3 separate regions of the Mus musculus genome follow, and all the other regions are linked to region 3. The links are chromatin contacts, called in public Hi-C and HiChIP or PLAC-seq maps. All regions are on one chromosome and are shown on one strand. The core of a region is the stretch at or near the end of the contact, and the rest is flanking DNA. Distances in the headings are between cores, read along the strand shown. Region 1 holds the start of Atp1a1 (ATPase, Na+/K+ transporting, alpha 1 polypeptide). Region 2 overlaps Cd101 (CD101 antigen). Region 3 has its middle 3.9 kb from the start of Gm32803.

Region 1 (2,700 bases), core at 26-2,525, 300 kb before region 3:
ATAGTTTCCTCTTCTCTCTAAGCCCCAAACTGATTTAATCAAGTTCTGTAGATCACTGGAAGAGATAAAGGCTGCCTTCTGCTATAAGCAACAGTTGTATAAGCAACCGTTGTTTCTAAGAAGTACTGAGAATTGCTCTATGGAGGAACTGATAACACAGTGCCTAGATGTTTGGGTGTTTCTCCTTCCCTTACCCTCTGCCCACCCCCACCTATTTTTTGCAAGCTCTACATCCTACAAAGCATTGACACTTGAAGTTGATAGGTCTATATCTAAGAAGTTAGTGTTTTCCTTACTTCTAGGTATTTTCAGAGATGGAAATCGAGTTTCTCTTCTGAATCCTAAGCTTTCCCAGACTGCTTGCTTTCCTGAGATTGGTAAGAACAACAACAAATACTTTGTTGTTTCTGATGTTAAGTTTCAGCCATCACAGCGCCTGCTTAGCCACTGAAACTAGAAGCCCCGCCCTGCAACTCTGCCAGGCCAAGAGTGGGATGCGACTGGCTGGAAGTGAGTCTGATGAGACCCTCAAGGTAACCACGGATGCTGTGGATGCTGTTCTTCAAAATGCTTGAGCCACCTCTTTTACTAAAGATGGGTGTTCTTTTGGGTTTTAGGTTTCTCTGCCATAAAAAGGAGAAACTCTCCAACAAACAGTTTAATCCCCCCTCCTCTTTTGCAAGATTTCATTCATACAGTGCTGTGAATGAATTTCTTACTGACTTTTTTTTTTTATATAGTCATTTGGGGGTCATAAGGGAAGGGAAATGTAAGTGATGCGCGCACGCGCGCGTGTGTATATGTCCTGAAGCATTTCTCTAGTGGTGGAGTGAGAGGACCCCAGGACGAAGGAATCAAAGGGAAAGCACCATCCGCCGCCGCCGAAGGATGCCGGCCTGGATTCTGCAGAGAGGAATCCCTCGGAGTCGTGCAGCTGCTGTCCAACCCCGGCCCCTCGAGACCCCAGAAAAGCTACGCTGAGCAAGTAGACTAGCCCCGACTGCGCCGCACCCACTGTGGACCTTCCGCACCCTACTCCGCAGGCTGCTCACTCAAGTCCCCAGTGTTCTGCAGGCGGGAGCGCTCCGTAGCCCTTGAGAGACCCAGACACCCGCGTCCTGGGCACCGGCGCCCTCCTGCCGGGAGCCCAGGGCAGGCAGTCGCTAGCGCGGTCTGGGCCCGGCTGGGAGGGGTTAGAGGCGGAGGCGGAGCTAGCTGGAGCCGGTGTCAGGTTGCTCCGGTAACGGTGACGTGCACGCGTGGGCGGAGCCATCACGCAGGTTGCATATTTTAGGAAGTGAGGAGGAGGCACGGGCTCGAGCTGCGGCTGGGTCTGGGGCGCGGAGCCTCGGCGGGAGGAGGCGGACACGTGGCAGCGGCGGCAGCAGCGGCGGCAGCAGCGGCGGCCTCGGTCCGGGGCGCCGGCCGTCCTCCCTCTTTCCTCCCGCGGCAGCCCTAGTTCCCGCCTCTCGGCTCCCCCGGCTCCGCTCTCCCGGCCGGGAGCTGCTCTCTTCTCTTTCTAGTCTCCAGCAACAGGACCCGGCGCGGGGCCCGCAGCGCCGCCACCATGGGGAAGGGGGTGAGTGTCTGGCGAGCCCGGGCCCCGGGCGGGGGCGCGGGAGGAAGCGGCTTAGAGACCGGGCTCTCGGCAATGGAGGGGCGGGTGCTGAGCGCGGGCAGCGGCCCGGGAGGAGGAGCACCCGGGGCGGCATCTCTGAGCCGGGCGCCTGCCCTGCCTGAGCCCTCTGGTCGCCTTCACCGCGCGCCTTGCGCTTCCTTTCTCCCTCCTCCCACCGTGCCCAGGGGAAGGAGCGCTCCTCCCCTTCCCCCGGGGAGCTCCGACAGGGCCCCCTCGCGGTGGCGGTCCTCGCCGCGGCCCGGCGCCGGCGAGGGCAGCCTCCGGGTCGAGACTCCCTTCTCCTGGAGGCGCTGGGGCTCGGCCAGCTCCCCGCAGAGGCGACCGCCCTCCCCCAAAGGAAAAAAACTGGCTTCCCCTTAGGCCGAACCAGCCCAGCGAAGCTGGTGCCAGAAAGGGTGTGACTTCACAGCCCAAAGATAGCCTTTAAGGTATACTTTTGAGAGCTTTAAAATGGGCCACTGTCCATAACAGGATGTGCCTTTGGTAACTGGTGTTATCGTCTTAACGACGGGGAGGGGTGTGTTGTTTTATGTCGGAGCACAATTCTTAAATGGGGCCAGGCTGACCCTTCAGGGCCGCAGGGTACTGTCAATCTAACAAAGGACTGGAGACTGGGCAGTTGATGGTGTTAGAAAAGCCATGCGGGTTTCCTGCACTGCTGTCTCACCCGAGAGCGGTTCCCGAAGAGAATGAGGGAATCGGGCACGAACAACACTGAGTTCCCACCTCGGTTACTGCTGTCCACCTCGGAAGAGTTAGTTCTTGACCTCAAAGTAGCAGATTAAAAACTTAAAAAAATAACCCTGAAAATATCAGTTCCTAGCTTGAAAAAGCACCAGTCATGAGAATACAGGTGGGAGAGTCCATTCCACCCTTTTCAGGGCTGACCAAGCAGACAAGCTGTAGACACTGCAGGTCCTAAGGCACCCGGGTATATACTGGATGGAGCCAGAGGGAAGCACATTCTTTGGAGACTTGAAAGAGATGATTATAAGACGTGGGCCAGGAAGAGAGAATAGAGACCCCGATAGTGCCCAGTGTGGGCTGGTCGGCGTATGCAG
Region 2 (2,700 bases), core at 54-2,553, 300 kb after region 3:
GAGTGGAGCAGTGAAGCTGAGGTGAAGGGAGGCTGACAGAGCAGGGTGAGCTACATGAAACTGTAGCCAAGATGAGGGGAGATGGAGGCCTGAGCTCGGGCGGTGCTAGTGAGAAGGAGGGACGAGTGAACAGTCAAGTGTTTGGAGGTTGCTAGCTAGCTAGACATCTGTGGTCAGTGAGTGAGCAGAAGAGGCAAATCAGTATTGGGGCTTGGGTGGATCACGAGACCGTTTACCAAGCAAAACCAAACCCAGGCTTAGAGCGGGAGATTTTTCTGATATGTGCAAGTTGAGCTGGACCGCAACTCAAAAAGAGTTTCTAAGAAGCGTTTATCTGGGAAATAGTGGGAATTCCAAGGGTGACCCACACCTAACTTGTACACTAGGAGATATCAATGTATGGCCAGTAATGATGCTCAGGGGAGGACCCCCGAGGTAAAGTGCCAGGCATCAGTGGGTATCAGGTATCAGTGGGTATCAGGAGGTGAGAGAAACTCAAGAGAGGGAAAAGTACAATAGGCTGCTTAAGATAAGAATGGGAGATGCCTCAGGGCTTAAAAAAAAAAACAGCTGTGTAACCATGGTAACTAGAGTTCAGGTCCTAGGACCCCTGCAACAAGCCAGGCATGACCTCATATGCACGTGTGATTCTATTGGTGACAAAGTAGGAAAGCTCTCTGGGGTTTGCTGGTTGCCAGCCTAGGCAAAAAGTAACATGAGCTACAGGAGAGACCCTGACTCAAGAGGACAAGGCAGAGGCACACACAGAGAGAGAGAGAGAGAGAGAGAGAGAGAGAGAGAAAGAGAGAGGGAGAAAGAGAGAGAGAGAGAGAGAGAGAGAGAGAGAGAGAGAGAGACAGAGACAGAGACAGAGACAGAGACAGAGACAGACAGAGAGACAGCGACAGAGAGAATGGGAACATCTTCACTGGATCTAACATGGTAAAGGCAGAAAAGCTATATGAAAGTCAGCCTGAGGAGGCTGAAGAGTGAGGAAGCTGACAGGCTAGGTGTAAGGTAATTTCTCAAGAGCTGTAAAGGTCAGGAGAGAAAACCAGAAGAAATGGCAGGGAACATTGATACATGAGGTTTAATTATTTGTCCTGCTTGAGGTTCAAGTCGGTAGGCTCGGGGGCATGTTTACAGTACACAGAGGAAGAGGCAGCAGGGTTGGATGGAGATGCAGTCCTGACAGCGGCCCAGCATCTCCTCCTAATATCCTTCCTGGTCTGCATCTGAGCCCTTGTGGTTCTCCGTCATCACCCTGCAGCTACCTGTACCATACAGATCACCACTAGGGGGCACCCAAGACAGGCACAGATGTTTGCTGGCGTTGACTCAGTTGACTCCTGCTGACTGCCAGCTCTGCATGTTGGTAGACTCCAAATCAAAGACAGCTTATAACGGCTCCTCACTTCACCACCTCCCCTATTTGGCCACACCAGATGGGGTTAGCTTTAGAACTCCACGAAAGAGCCATGGATCACGTGGCTTGAGTGGAGGCAGAGCAGACATATCCTGGACCTAGTTCCTCCCTCCCCCCACCCCCAACTGTCTCTTTACAGTGACTCTCTAAGGTGAGTGCTATAAGGCTGAGCCTTTTTGTCTCACCTCAGATCCTAAGTACAAATGTGTTGCCTGGTTTTTTTTTTTTTTTTTTTTTTGTTTGTTTTTTTTCTGAGTTAAGGTTTCATGCTCCCAGGCTGTTTGAACACATGCTATGTAGGATAATCGTGAACTTGTGATCTTTCTGCCTCTACCTCCTCAGTGCTAGGATTACACATCTGCCCTATCACAGCATACATATATACACATATATACACAGCACACATAGACAACACGAGGGTTCAGACCCAGATTTTTGTGCATGCATGCCAGACAAACGCCTTACCTAAATGTTGTGTTCTGAAAAATTGTCTTGATGCAGTGGTAGGCCAGACCACTGTATCTCTGTTTTTATTTAGATAAGAATTTATTAAGGAATGGATTCTTAAAGGAGGCATGCATTCCTCCCACACTGGAGTTTCTAGAGAGGCCATTTGTTTCTTCTCCTCGGCATACTCAACAAGGTCTGGCACGAGGCACTGAGCTAACACTTGAGAGAATGAACAAGCACTCCTTCAATTAGGTTAAAACAGGAAGCTGTCAGGGGCCGCCTACACTTGCTGCAGAGATCCAAACCCCACTTTTAGTTCTTGGCAGGAGCCAGATCTCTCAAGTGACCTCATATGGCCCAAGTTCTGAATGGAGGTAGAGAGAGGCTGAAAACACCTCTCTCTCTCTCTCTCTCTCTCTCTCTCTCTCTCTCTCTCTCTCTCTCAAGTCAGCATTTCCTCAGAAATGTCCAAAAGCAAAGCTCTTCCTGGTGTGCCTGGACATGGGCAGAAGGAAGCAACTTCTAAACGATTGCTCAAGACGAAGTGAGTTCATTACGTCTTTGGCTCCATTCTGCAGGCCTTGTTCTTTGAGTCTGGGGCACTTAGTCGGATTGATTCAAAATGCCAAACTGTAATGGTTTCGTGTGTCACCAGCTCTCTTCCAAATCTGGGTGAGAGGCAGATGGTGGGAAATGGGCACCGCAGGATCCGGAGCAACCAGTGCCCTCCCCTGAGAGGTCATTTAGAAGCACCAGAGCTGACAGTGGCTCACACTTGGCCAACTCAGCACTGTGCAGAGGGCCCTGTGCTGCCCTTTGGTGGC
Region 3 (2,700 bases), core at 170-2,669:
AAGAGCTGAAAATGAAGTCAGAGTAGAATACCAATAGACACGGGAGAACAGAGCTTTGATCTTACCGCCTCCACTCATGTCATGCTTGAGCCCCACCCCTGCATCTCATCCACAGGCTAATCAGGCCAGCACCACCTCTGACCCCAAGCTCTCCCTACATCTGACCTCACCCTCCTAATCCTCCCACTCAAACCCCATAGTAACCTGCATAGGGGTCTCTCTGCCTCTGCCAAGTCAGGCTTGAAAACCTGAAGTCACAGGAGACAGCTACTCTCCTCAGAACCCTAAAGACACTGCAAGAGCAGTACCCCAATCCTCAGCACCTGGCTGCTCCCCTCTGAGCAACTCTCCTAATTCTGCATCCTGTCAGCTCGCTCCATCCCCACTGGCCTCTTAGCTCCTGCCTCAGGACCTTTGCACATGCCATTCTGTCTCTCAGCCATGGTCTCCCACAAGTGGCAGTATGGCTGGCTCCCATTTGCCACATAGGCTTCAGGTGAGCCATTGAGACCATGTCTGCCTAACATGGAACCCTCTTGCCACTCCAACCCTTGGCTTTGCTTCGTCTCTCTAGAACACCTTACCATTACCTGACAGACTCATATTTACATCTGTGTGGCTATACCCACTCATCAGCACCCTTAGAACGTGTGGGCTCGTCTTCTTTGCTAATGAATATAGAAACTTCTAGAACACCTCCTGGCACCAGGCAGGCTCTCAGTAAAGCACCATCAATTGATTGGTTGGGTGAATTAAAGGCTCTTGTCCTTAGTTTGAGTGAGGCATTTTAAACTGGGTTCCTGCCACAGGCAGACAAAAGCATTCCAGTACAGAATTCAGTTAAGATTTGCTTTAAACGTGGGCAGATGAACAGCTTAGCTTTGGCTGGGTTTAAGTGACATCTCCATAGCAGACGCGAGTGCACCTGCCCGGCTGAGTCCCAAGATTCTTATATATCCCTGTTCTCCTTGGATCCTCATGTAGTTTTGCAAGACACACGCGGTCCATGCTGCCTGCCCCTCACGTGACAGGGAACGTGAGTGTGGTCTGGCTAAACAGCAGAGCCCCTGTTGCTTTGTCCCCAGCCCACAGTTCTGTTTCTGCATTTCTATCCACAGTCTCACGGCTTCACCATGTGGCTCTCCCCAACAGCCCGAGGGGAACACAATGAAACCCTGTCGCTTGCAGTCTCTATTTATCTGGCATTTCCAATCCCCTCTCCTCGGAAAGCCAATAACATTCTGAATTTTTCCCACAAGAGATTGTGGGCTCTTTGGGAAGGAGAAAAACAAGCAGATGGTTCTCAGGAAACCGGATCTGTGCTGTGAGATCAAAATTTCCCCTTCTGTAAACCAGCCCTTTGCAGAACGTTCTTCAAACCGCGGACAACAGACCTTCATGTGCTCCAGCCTTAAGTGGCCACGGTATGCGGCAGACTCCTCTGCCAGCCCCTCGCTCCCAGCCAGAGCAGCTTGCCCTTCCTCAGCTAGTCCCCACAGGCCAAATTAGCTCTTGTTTAAGTTCCCTCCCCTTGCCAGCCCCCAGCGGACATGCGCAGGCTTATCTGTTTTCACACGTAATGGATCGAACAGCAGGGGCTTCTTGCTGGAAACTGTTTTCTAGGCTGCAAAAGGCTACAGAAAACCACGAAGCTGCTAACACAGTTCAGAACTTACTAATACACACTTGGCAGGAGCTGGCACAGGATACTGCCCCATGACCATGGAGAGGGACAGATGACAGCTCTCGGTGGTGGTAGTTTTAGGATTGGACCCCTTATCCGGGGACTTTCTGTATTGCTAGTTCTTTTTGATGAGGCTCAGAGATGCACAAGTGGCTTCTACATGAGGTCACAATGTCAAATACTATTGGGGCTCCCTACTGATTCCAAACTAGGATCTACAATAGACCTAAGTCCCATTTTTCTGGTGTTTGTTTGGGAAATCAGGATAATCTATTAAGGAGTAGCTTATGCTGCTTCGTAACCATAAACGATGAAACGGTTTTGTGGACTTTTAGCCACCCCACAGAATGCATCTTTGTAATGGGGAAAAAGGTTGTGTCTGTGCCCACAGTCATAAATCTGCTGTACTGAGCTGAGGCTCAGCTAGAGGTCATGGTCCCTTGCCCCTTGGCTCCGATGCCTTAACCATTGGTAACAGCCTGGTCTCTCTTGAGAGAAAAACAAACCTCAGCACTCAGCCTTGGTCTCAGTATGCCTTCATTTCTGTGGTCTTATTTTATATTGAGTGGTGGAATCCTCCGACTTTTATCCAGGCTGTCTTATTTGTTTGCTAATTTATTCACTTGTCGTTACAGGATTTCTGTAAGACTTGGGGGAATTTCACAGAAAGGAGAACTTAGAGCCCTCCTAGAGACAGGGTGGATGCAAGGTGGGGCTCCCAGGGGTGCAGAGAGACTCAGGGGTTCCCTGGCTTTCCCTTCTTAAGAGGATTTTGAAAGAGCTGAGAACAGAAGCCACCTGCATTATCTGATAACGGGTGTGTAATGGGTAGACGAGAGAAAACAGATGGGAAAGCGCAACTCAAATGGTGGAATGACAGGGGCAGGGCGGCTCGTTTGGTAAAACTCTTGCCCTGTAAGTATAAAGACCTGAGTTTGGTCCTCAGAACCTGGGTGGAAACACTGGTTGTTAATGTGCACTTAATGTCCTGCTCCAGGGAGGGGAGGGGAGGCCTG

The links. Hi-C and Micro-C count contacts between places; a contact is called where the count stands out from the background. HiChIP or PLAC-seq counts read pairs in DNA pulled down with a chosen protein or histone mark.
Region 1: a contact with region 3 is called in a Hi-C map of the N1E-115 cell line, with 5 times the contacts expected there. The contact joins the promoter of Atp1a1 here to the enhancer-like site in region 3. A contact is called at or near these places in 2 of 39 promoter capture datasets (hippocampal neurons and pre-B cells), 10 of 484 Hi-C or Micro-C datasets (the G1E-ER4 cell line, the N1E-115 cell line, cerebellar granule neurons and 7 more), 2 of 115 datasets of contacts at active chromatin or transcription factors (the SCID.adh cell line and microglia) and 1 of 9 other capture datasets (embryonic stem cells).
Region 2: a contact with region 3 is called in an H3K4me3 HiChIP or PLAC-seq map of the SCID.adh cell line, with 13 read pairs. The contact joins two enhancer-like sites. A contact is called at or near these places in 1 of 39 promoter capture datasets (hematopoietic stem and progenitor cells), 4 of 15 datasets of contacts at CTCF or cohesin (CD8 T cells, the NIH/3T3 cell line, embryonic stem cells and 1 more), 30 of 484 Hi-C or Micro-C datasets (the 3T3-L1 cell line, 3T3-L1-derived adipocytes, the C10 cell line and 17 more), 19 of 115 datasets of contacts at active chromatin or transcription factors (CD8 T cells, the SCID.adh cell line, a beta-TC-6 cell line and 12 more) and 4 of 9 other capture datasets (adipose tissue, embryonic trunk, liver and 1 more).

The regions. Positions count from the first base shown.
Region 1 is chr3:101,603,282-101,605,981 of GRCm38.p6, reverse strand. It overlaps Atp1a1 (ATPase, Na+/K+ transporting, alpha 1 polypeptide), which reads left to right and starts at 1,275. Exons shown (of 23, transcript NM_144900.2): 1 at 1,275-1,579. The coding sequence starts at 1,568.
Region 2 is chr3:100,997,799-101,000,498 of GRCm38.p6, reverse strand. All of the region lies in intron 8 of Cd101 (CD101 antigen), which reads left to right. Among named protein-coding and RNA genes, the nearest start is that of Ttf2, 29 kb to the right of the region's middle. Within about 2 kb of position 1,303, at least 59 of the 459 cell types and tissues checked have an H3K27ac peak or open chromatin away from gene starts, as enhancers often do. A contact at or near this core is called in CD8 T cells, the SCID.adh cell line, adipose tissue and 2 more, where this site is marked.
Region 3 is chr3:101,299,205-101,301,904 of GRCm38.p6, reverse strand. No RefSeq gene overlaps it. Among named protein-coding and RNA genes, the nearest start is that of Gm32803, 3.9 kb to the right of the region's middle. Within about 2 kb of position 1,419, at least 80 of the 459 cell types and tissues checked have an H3K27ac peak or open chromatin away from gene starts, as enhancers often do. A contact at or near this core is called in CD8 T cells, the N1E-115 cell line, the SCID.adh cell line and 7 more, where this site is marked.